Linked DNA regions of Mus musculus: all the other regions are linked to region 1. Evidence: chromatin contacts called from public Hi-C data. All regions are on one chromosome and are shown on one strand. The core of a region is the stretch at or near the end of the contact, and the rest is flanking DNA. Distances in the headings are between cores, read along the strand shown. Region 1 has its middle 5.6 kb from the start of Gm35039. Region 2 overlaps Kcnab1 (potassium voltage-gated channel, shaker-related subfamily, beta member 1). Region 3 overlaps Kcnab1 (potassium voltage-gated channel, shaker-related subfamily, beta member 1).

Region 1 (3,071 bases), core at 332-2,831:
CTGTAATGGAATAGCGAGAACATAGTGTACAATTTGGGTAATAATAGCTACTACTTGTTACCTGCTCATCATTCTGCATCAGGTTAATTTTCCCCTTCCAACAGTCATCAGTATAGACAGGTGCCCCATGAAGTTATGCAATTGGTCCAAGGTCAGCTACAAGTAACAAGACTGGGGTTTGGATCCAGGTTCTCTGACCATAGAGTTCCCTTATGTTTCTTCACTATAGGAGCCTGTATACCTAGGGTTTCTAGGCAATATATAATAAATATAAAGAAATTATTACATTATAGTATAATAAATTATATAATATAAATATAGTGTTATATAATATTATATATTAATTATATTATACTATATATATATATATATATATATATATATATATATATATTATATAATCCTGGTTTTGTAGACCAGGCTGGCCTTGAACTCAGAGATCTTCTTGCTTTTTCCTCCAAAAGTGTTGGGATTAAAGGCACGTGCCACCACAAGTGACTATTTATTGGTCCTTCCTTCCTTCCTTCCTTCCTTCCTTCCTTCCTTCCTTCCTTTCTTCCTTCCTTTCTTCCTTCTAGACAAGATCTCACTACACAGCCCAGGCTGGCCAGGTACTTACTGTGTAGCCCTGGCTACCTTTGAAGGACCAGCCTTATTCTCCTAAATTTTGGAATTACAGGCATGAGTCACTACACCTGGCCTGTGGGAACATGAACATGAGACAGTCCAATTATCTATTATACTAGGCTAGAATTCCTCGCTTAATGGTTGCTATGGCTGAGTTTCTCTCTAAAATGTATTTTGAAACTAAGTCCTCAGTGCAGTGGAGTTGCGAAGTCGGGTATAATGGGAAGTGTTTGAGTCACAAAGAAGGGGGCACTGATTGATGCAGCTCTACCGGTCCATGGGCGTGGGCTCTCTCTCTTCCACTCTATTGCCACATGAAGAATAGCATTTTCTACCTCTGGAAGATGTCGGATTCCAGGCTCCAATGTTGAAGTCAATATTTGACCCTTACCAGAAGCTAAACCTGCACGCATTTTGGTCTTGTATTATTATACGTTTATTGTTTGCAAATTACCCAGACTGTGGTATTCGTTATAGCAGCAGGAAATGGCTAAGTACGTAAGTGTCAAACAACTTAAGGAAGTCCTTCATCAGCTCTTCTGGGCCTATTTTCTCATCTGAAAATTGGGCATAAATATGCCATGCTCAGAGGAAGGCTAGGAACATATATATCTCCAAATTCTGGACACAGCCTAGCACAAAGCCAAAGTTCAAAAACTGCCTCTTTCTTCTCCTTTCCTATACAATTTTCAAAATCTAAAAGTTTTCCCCTGTTGATTTTTGAGTATCTTTTGAAATAAAGCTCTCTTCATGACTGACAGGCAGTATGACTGCAGGCATCCGAGGGGATGAAGTTTTCCTGTGGGATGGAAAGAGGCACAGATGTTAGGCATCACTGAACAAAGAGCCGCATGAAGGAAGCTAGGGAGTGACTCACAAGCTACGGTGCCCAGCATGCCCCACAGCAGCTGCCCTGCACTGGTCTAGGCTGGACCGGGGCTTTCAGAGCCGGAAGGGGTGCTGTGACTGAGTCAGCACCTGCTAATAAAAGAGAGCAGGCGCTGTGAGTGACTCAGAGCAGTAGTACATTTGACTAAGATATGCTTTTTAGAGGGGTGCAAACGGGGCAGATGTTCTCTTGCCAGGACTGTGTGATATCTGGGGTAAGGTGCTTTGTAGTTAAGTGGATACCATCTTGAAGAAATGCCAAGGGCAGACAGTTGTGCAGGCTTTTGAGGCAGCAGAATGGAGAGACCTTCAGGCACTCAGCATAGCTAGTTTTTATACCTCCCGTGTCTTGACAGAAGACATATATTTACAGAAGACCATAAGAGAAGAGACAAGTGCCTTAATGGCTGAGAGAAATAACAGAGAAGGAAAACCCAGTGGTGGTTGAGAGAAGGGACTATACGATGAAACCATGCCAGAAAGCTGTGCTGGAGGCGATTCTTGAAATTGGACCAAAAAAACCCGGATTCCTGGCAGATTCTATGTTAATTTTTTATATTAAGAAGTACAACAAACATACATCTATGAGAGTTTCACAGAGAATTTAAAGTGGTTCTTCACTTAATCATTTCTTAAAGTAACTGCGGGTTAAGCTGCTGAGTTAACCCTTCCTAGATTTGAAATCACCTGGGAGACACATTTGGGTGTGTCTGTGGGTTTATTTCCAGACAGATTTCCTGAGGAGGGAAGACACAGCCTAGATTCAGGAAGCATGATCCCCTGGACTGATTAAAAAGGAAAAATGGAGACAGCAGGCTTAGTGACAGCGTTCATCTCTCCCCTGACTGTAGACACACCTGTCTTCTGCTACAGCTACCATGATTTCCTCACCAGAATGGTTTCACTTCAAACAGTGGCCCAAAATAAGCCCTTCCTTTGTTAAGGTGCTTTTCTTAGCTGTTCTCACAGAGACAAGAAAGAAACATAGTAACCTGGACTCACAATTTAGGGGTGCAGAGCCTAGTAAATCCCAGCAGAGCCTCTGTCCAGCACCAGGGTTATCTAACCTTGGATGGTAAGATGTAACCACCTTTAAGAAGCAAAGACAGCCGGGCAGTGGTGGCGCACGCCTTTAATCCCAGCACTCAGGAGGCAGAGGCAGGCGGATTTCTGAGTTCGAGACAAGCCTCGTCTATGAAGTGAGTTCCAGGACAGCCAGGGCTACACAGAGAAACCCTGTCTTGAAAAAAACCCCAAAAAACAAAAACAAAAACAAAAAAACCCCACAAAACAAACAAACAAACAAACAAAAAAAAACAAAGACAGATTTGAAAGGACGCTTTGATAACACCTTGTTACTGTTCTATTGCTGTGAAGAGACACATGACCAAGACAACTTATAAAGGAAGGCGTTTAGTTGGGGTTGGCTTACAGTTTCAGAGGGTGAGTCCATGCTCATCATGGCAGGAAGCGTGGCTGCAGGCAGGTAGACAGGCTTGGTAGAGAGCCATAGCTGAGAGCTCACAACTTACCCACAAGACAGAGGCAGAGAGAGT
Region 2 (3,071 bases), core at 246-2,745, 720 kb after region 1:
ACCAGATGTTAAGATCCTTTTGCTGAAGACACTATGCTCTCTGTGTACCTCATACTGGATTGGAACTGGAATGAAACATCTGCGGTGCTGGATAGCTTTCATAGGTACTATGCACATTGCTGTGGAAGAACATCTAGAGTTCTTCCTAGTTGTAGACTCCATGAGCTACAATGATGACCTTCTTATCAAGGTATGTCCATTGGTGCAATAGTGGTATGAGCAAGATGGGACTAAGCAGCTGCTTTCAGATTAGATTTGAGGTCTGTTCTGCAGAAGGGAATTCATGCCTGGTTAAGGGAATGTATGTGACTGGGAAGGTTACAGGCCCTAAATAAAAACCAATTACTGTTGTTTTGCTATGGTCTCAAACTCCCTTCTAAAATATGTTTATACTTATAGATTCATACAGGTCTCATGTCTTCATAATTTGTTTTTTCTTTTTTGCAGTAGGTGACAGTTAAGCCAGAGACTCATAACTGGTCAAAGTGTGGTGAATAAAAATCCATGCTGTGCTTGGTCATAAAAGAAACAGTTATATCGTACATACTCAGGGTTCAAGACTAAAAATATATCTACAGCACTCACCATCAGGCTAATCCATAAAAGGGGGGGGGTAGGTAGAAAAATTTAAGAGCCAAGGTTAGGGACGAGTATTGTCAAACAGTGTTTTCTGGACATGACATGGACATTACATCTACAACATGTTACATTTACAAGCTTGGTTACTTATCTGCATAAGAATCAAACCTGTCATATTTTTATCAAGCAATGGGTGGGAGTTCGTGAAGCACGTATCTCACTAAGAGACTATGGGCAGGTAATGGTTGCCTAGAAGAGCGGGTGATTTTTCCTCAGTGGTATAACCCCTGATAAGTTGCCCACGTTCTAGTAGATAACCTCCCACCCACGCTCATCTGTAAGCCAACAGTGAGCACAAACAATTAAGCACACCCCAGACACCCCTACAGGAGGAGAGGGCTTCTTGAGAAGAAGGGCTTCTGCAGGAGAAAGGTGGATGGGAGAGTGTAGTGGGTGCATTTGTGAAAATGACTCCAGATTCGGTACATGCATGTATAAAATTCACAAAGAAGGGAGGAGGCAGATTTATAAGTTGTAAACATTTTAAACGAACTTAAGGTTTTATATGCCTTTTGCATTTCCCGACTGTCTTTTTCTGAAATACTGAACTCTCTTTGGGACTAAGAGGCCTTGATCCTCACGTTCAGAAGCCTGCCCAGATTGCTCTTTCTCTAAAGGAACAATGAGATTAAGCTCCCTAGTTAAGAACCAGCTGTACCAGGGGTGATTAAATCTGTCTGGATTCCATGTGGCCCGTCTCTCAGGACATTTCTGAAGCTTGTGTGGCTTTCTCCCCCACCCAGCTGTAATTGTTTTTCAGCAGATAAAAATTGCTCTGTAGATTTGCCCTGTTCTGCTGGGATGAAGTAATGAAAAGAGACAGTTTCAGCTGCCCAGATGATTGGCTCTCGAGTCTGGCTCGAAAAGCTCAGCACTGCCTGTGTTTTCCAAGTCGAGAGTTTGTTAACTGGTCAGCTGGTCACCTATGTGATTGGCCAAGTAAGCTTCTTCTGCACTCTGTTTTATACCTGCCATGTGTAGACGCGCGTATCTTCCCGCTACTAGGCAAAGTGGCAAGAGGTGAATCAAAGTGGCAAGAGAGGACTGCAATATAGGGGCTCCTTATTTCAAGTCTTTGTGACAGTCACAGGGACTCCCCAGCTCTCCTCTCTCACAGGCTCAGATTGTCTCCTCGTATCAAAGAGTATCTAATCTAGTAACACTCACTTTAATTTATCTCAAAGCGTCATGTTGTTTATTTTGAATACATAATTTTTTTTTTTCCTGGAGTGCCTTCTTCCATTTGGAGCACTCCTATCTATCTACTTAAATTCATCTCAAAAGCATATGACAGCTTACACTTGCTGTTTGCCTCTCACAGGGGGACTTTAAGCCTTCGCTTACATACAGTCCACCAGCATCAACATTGTTAGGGAGCTCTTTAGTGAGGCCAGTTCTCAGGATCCAACCCTGGACCAGGATCTAGGGGGTGGGGCAGTGTCTTCTTCCCACAAATGCTCCAGGCAAGTCTGTACCACTTGCAGATTTGAGAAGCAGCATCTGAAAGTGAGGGTGGCAAACTGCCCCGTCAGGTAGTCGATGATATTCTCGATATTTCTGTTTTGCAGCTGAGTTCCTTATTCAGGCATGGGGACACTGAGTTACATACCCAAAGCACATCAGTTTACTATTGGATGCATTCCTCGCTTGGAATGATCTTTTCTCTCTTTAGTAATTCCTTTGCTCTCTGCATTCCTCTGTGGCGTTGCCCAGCACGCTGTATCTAATTTCCCTTTTCCCATTATAGTGTATGTGAAGAGATGTAAGTGTCCAACAGACCCAGGAACAGTGAGACCTTCCAGGCCAGAGATAATGCAAGGCATTTTTTTTTCAACCTCACACATGACTTGGGACAGATGCTCATGAAATTTTTTTTAATAAAAATGTTATAAAAGAATCAACACCAAGTTTCATAAACACTGTGATGCAATAAAGTTGGTTTGAGATTGCCTTTAATGTCCCCTAAGAAGTTAAGATGTAAAGATCCATCATGCCCATTTCATCACCTTCTGGGAATGTTTGTGAGGAAAACTGGAATAGCCTCTGCCTTTATTAAATGCAGGGTTAGAGTGGCTATAATTCATCTCAACACCCACTGACTATAATCAGTATTTATTATGTGCGAAATACTGTGAAAGCTGAGGGGCAGATTTAATTTGCTTTCACAAAAATTTATTAACACTGCAACAAAGTCAAGACCCTGCCTGTACTGTGAGTATGTGTGTTTGTGAGAGAGACAGAGACAGACAAATACACACACACACACACACACACACACACACACACACACACACACACATTGAGAGAGTCAGAGACATACATACACACACACACACACACACACACACACACACACACACTGAGGGGGGGAGGGGGGAGGAGAGGAAGAGAGAGAGAGCTCTTGAGCTTGAGAGCTTGGGTCCCCATGCTAC
Region 3 (3,071 bases), core at 257-2,756, 680 kb after region 1:
ATGGCTGTCTCTTGTGAGACTATGCCGGGGCCTAGAAAACACAGAAGTGGATGCTCACAGTCAGCTAATGGATGGATCACAGGGCTCCCAATGGAGGAGCTAGAGAAAGTAGCCAAGGAGCTAAAGGGATCTGCAACCCTATAGGTGGAACAACATTATGAACTAACCAGTACCCGGGAGTTCTTGACTCTAGCTGCATATGTATCAAAAGATGGCCTAGTCGGCCATCACTGCAAAGAGAGGCCCATTGGACTTGCAAACTTTATATGCCCCAGTACAGGGGAACAGCAGGGCCAAAAAGGGGGAGTGGGTGGGGTAGGGGAGTCGGGGGGAGGGTATGGGGGACTTTTGGGATAGCATTGGAAATGTAAATGAGGAAAATACCTAATAAAAATATAAAAAAATACCATTAAAAGGTTGGAAAGACAAGCTGCATCCTGGAAGAAAATAATCTGCTAAAGTGTAATAAATAAAATGATTTGGGTGTTGAATGGGCTCTGGAGAAGATGTTTGGTGACAGATAAACTTTTAGGGAGAAAATCAGTTCAGTGTTACTAAATAAATACTAGGAAAAACCATTTAAAACCATCATGAGATGCATTAATATACTTATTAAAATATGTAAGATAAAAATTAAAATAGCAAACACACACACTTATTACTAAGAGGTGGCAAAGCTGCAGAGCAAATTCCTGGCCAGGAAGAGTATAAAATAGAATAGCCCATTTGAAAGGCAGCTTAGTGGCTTCTTAGAAAGTCAAACATACTCATACCAACCAAGTGATTCAGCAAGTCTATTCCTAGGTACTTACTGGAGTAAATTGAATACTTCTGTTCACACGCACAAAACTGTACTCAAATATTTATAGCAGTTTTACTCATAATCACCCCAAATTGGAAACTACCCAGATGTCCATCAACTAATGAATGGATAAACACACTAGACTTTCACACAATGAAATACCATTCGGCAGAAAAATGAGAGGAACAATTGATTAGTGATTCACAGAATAATATGGTTGTATCTGAAATGCAGTTTGCTAAGTGATAGAAGCCAGACTCAAAGGGTTACACATTGTATGATTCTGTTTATATATCATTCTAGCAAAGATGAAATTAGGGGGAGAGTAGTTAATGTTTGGAGGTGAAAAGAAAGGTTGAATATAAAGAAGGAATTAGGGTACTTATGCAACTATTCTGTATGGTTTTGGGTTGATCAAAACCTATACAATTGTAAAACACAATCAATGCCTGGACTACTCAGCTAAATGAAACACACTCTTTCTCCTAGACTGAGGGATCATCTCAGAAAGTGTGTGTGTGTGTGTGTGTGTGTGTGTGTGTGTGTGTGTGTGTGCGCGCGCGCGCTTGTGCGTGTGCACACATGCATGCGCATGTTGTAAGATTGTAAGAGCCAGAGGCTGGGGAAAGACTGGGGTTGAGCAGTCTCTTCTGGACAGGATGGGGTTTTGTACTCATGTATTCACAACAGCTGTGGTTTTCTGTACAAGACTTGCACAAGATCAAGCCAGTCAATAGTTCAGTAATGGATGACCAAAGAACACATAACTGAGGAACTACTGATAGTTGATCTCCTCTTGGGGGAGGGAGAGTCAGTTTTATTTAGGGGTGTGGCACTTGTAAGGGTGACTATGCCCCAGAGGATTGCCCACATCTATGTATGTCTGTGTAGTAATAATTAGCCTTGGTGGCTTTGAAGAAAGAAAGAAAGAAAGAAAGAGAGAGAGAGAGAGAGAGAGAGAGAGAGAGAGGGAGGGAGAGGGAGAAGGAGAGGGAGGAAGGAAGGAAGGAAGGAAGGAAGGAAGGAAGAAAGAAAGAAAGGAGGCACAAAGTTGGGGGAGGATGATGAAGGAATCAAGGAGAGATTGGAGGGGAGTGTAGGTGAGTGTGATGGAAATACATTGTAACCATGTATACACTCTTAATGAATAAAGAAAACCATTGTATCAAAACCACACAAACCATAACCTCATCCTATGAAGAGTTTTAAAGTCTTTCAGGACCCAAGTGTCCTTGCGATGAAATACAGACTGTTAGAAATTAACCTACTTTATTATTGATGAAAACTAAAGTACACAGCACGAGGTGGGACCCACAGAGCTGACTCTGAGCGGAAACAGGACAAAAAGAACCACACCCAAGCACTGCACAGGATAAGTTTCTTTCCCACAGGACAGTAAGTTAGTAACTCTGAAACTAGGGTTGACTAAGAAATGTAACCAAGAAAACTTTGAACACCAGGTTGGGAAACTAAATAAAGTAGAAGAAAATTGAGGATCTCTTAAAGCTAACATCCTTTCTTTCCATTTTGTTTCATTTGTAACCACTCTCATGAGGCTTGAGCATTTTTATTTCCAAACTCAGCATGCTGCTATTTATACATTAGCTCCTGAGCTGTGCTATGAACCGACTTTAGGATGATAGGTGATCATCATTTCTGCAAAAATAAGAAAACCTGACCTGGCCACTAGTGGGAATTGAGTACAGATGGCCATGATGGCACTTTGAGCCTTGGCAGTGGCTAGTGATTGGCCAGGCTGGACTGCCTGCCTTAGGTTACACCCATCTTTCCTCCTCTGCTCGGGCCTTTCCATTCTTCTTGGATGTGTTTATTAAAGCAGCTTCTTACTGTTCATCCTGTGATGACCAGAAGCAGAGTGGTGTCTGACCCAAGGGGCAGGAAATAGTGGTGACTAGTAAGAACGGCTCTTCTGGATGGCTCTAGGTGCAGAGGTACCGGTGCTAATCCCGACTTAGCTGAATTAAAGGAACAATTCTGTTATAGGTACCTGAATGGAGGAAGGGAGGCAAGCAGCCTACACTGCAGCTCCAGAAAAATGTGATGCTTACAAGCTGCAGATTAAACTTCACTGAAATCCCCTCTCAAACAGAAGCAAAGCTACCTTCCCATGGGCCAGATGTACAGATATGGTTTAAACGCCAACTTCAGGCATTTTAAGTTAATTACTATAGGGCAACCTTAAAATCTCATGAAACAATTTTGCCTTCTTATTAATGAATAATGCACTGCAGGGAATTAAAGTAATAGA

What was found. Hi-C and Micro-C count contacts between places; a contact is called where the count stands out from the background.
Region 2: a Hi-C map of the N1E-115 cell line shows a contact between it and region 1, with 5 times the contacts expected there. The contact joins two enhancer-like sites. A contact is called at or near these places in 1 of 15 datasets of contacts at CTCF or cohesin (the NIH/3T3 cell line), 2 of 484 Hi-C or Micro-C datasets (the N1E-115 cell line and nephron progenitors), 1 of 115 datasets of contacts at active chromatin or transcription factors (embryonic stem cells) and 1 of 9 other capture datasets (embryonic stem cells).
Region 3: a contact with region 1 is called in a Hi-C map of pancreatic cancer cells, with 3 times the contacts expected there. The contact joins two enhancer-like sites. A contact is called at or near these places in 1 of 484 Hi-C or Micro-C datasets (pancreatic cancer cells) and 1 of 115 datasets of contacts at active chromatin or transcription factors (stem cell-derived neural progenitor cells).

What each region holds. Positions count from the first base shown.
Region 1 is chr3:65,921,166-65,924,236 of GRCm38.p6, reverse strand. No RefSeq gene overlaps it. Among named protein-coding and RNA genes, the nearest start is that of Gm35039, 5.6 kb to the left of the region's middle. Within about 2 kb of position 1,581, at least 98 of the 459 cell types and tissues checked have an H3K27ac peak or open chromatin away from gene starts, as enhancers often do. A contact at or near this core is called in the N1E-115 cell line and pancreatic cancer cells, where this site is marked.
Region 2 is chr3:65,204,180-65,207,250 of GRCm38.p6, reverse strand. The region is part of intron 1 of Kcnab1 (potassium voltage-gated channel, shaker-related subfamily, beta member 1); the gene reads right to left. All of the region lies in intron 3 of A330015K06Rik (RIKEN cDNA A330015K06 gene), which reads left to right. Among named protein-coding and RNA genes, the nearest start is that of Gm52605, 70 kb to the left of the region's middle. Within about 2 kb of position 1,495, at least 17 of the 459 cell types and tissues checked have an H3K27ac peak or open chromatin away from gene starts, as enhancers often do. A contact at or near this core is called in the N1E-115 cell line, where this site is marked.
Region 3 is chr3:65,241,911-65,244,981 of GRCm38.p6, reverse strand. The region is part of intron 1 of Kcnab1 (potassium voltage-gated channel, shaker-related subfamily, beta member 1); the gene reads right to left. All of the region lies in intron 3 of A330015K06Rik (RIKEN cDNA A330015K06 gene), which reads left to right. Among named protein-coding and RNA genes, the nearest start is that of Gm52605, 33 kb to the left of the region's middle. Within about 2 kb of position 1,506, at least 2 of the 459 cell types and tissues checked have an H3K27ac peak or open chromatin away from gene starts, as enhancers often do. A contact at or near this core is called in pancreatic cancer cells, where this site is marked.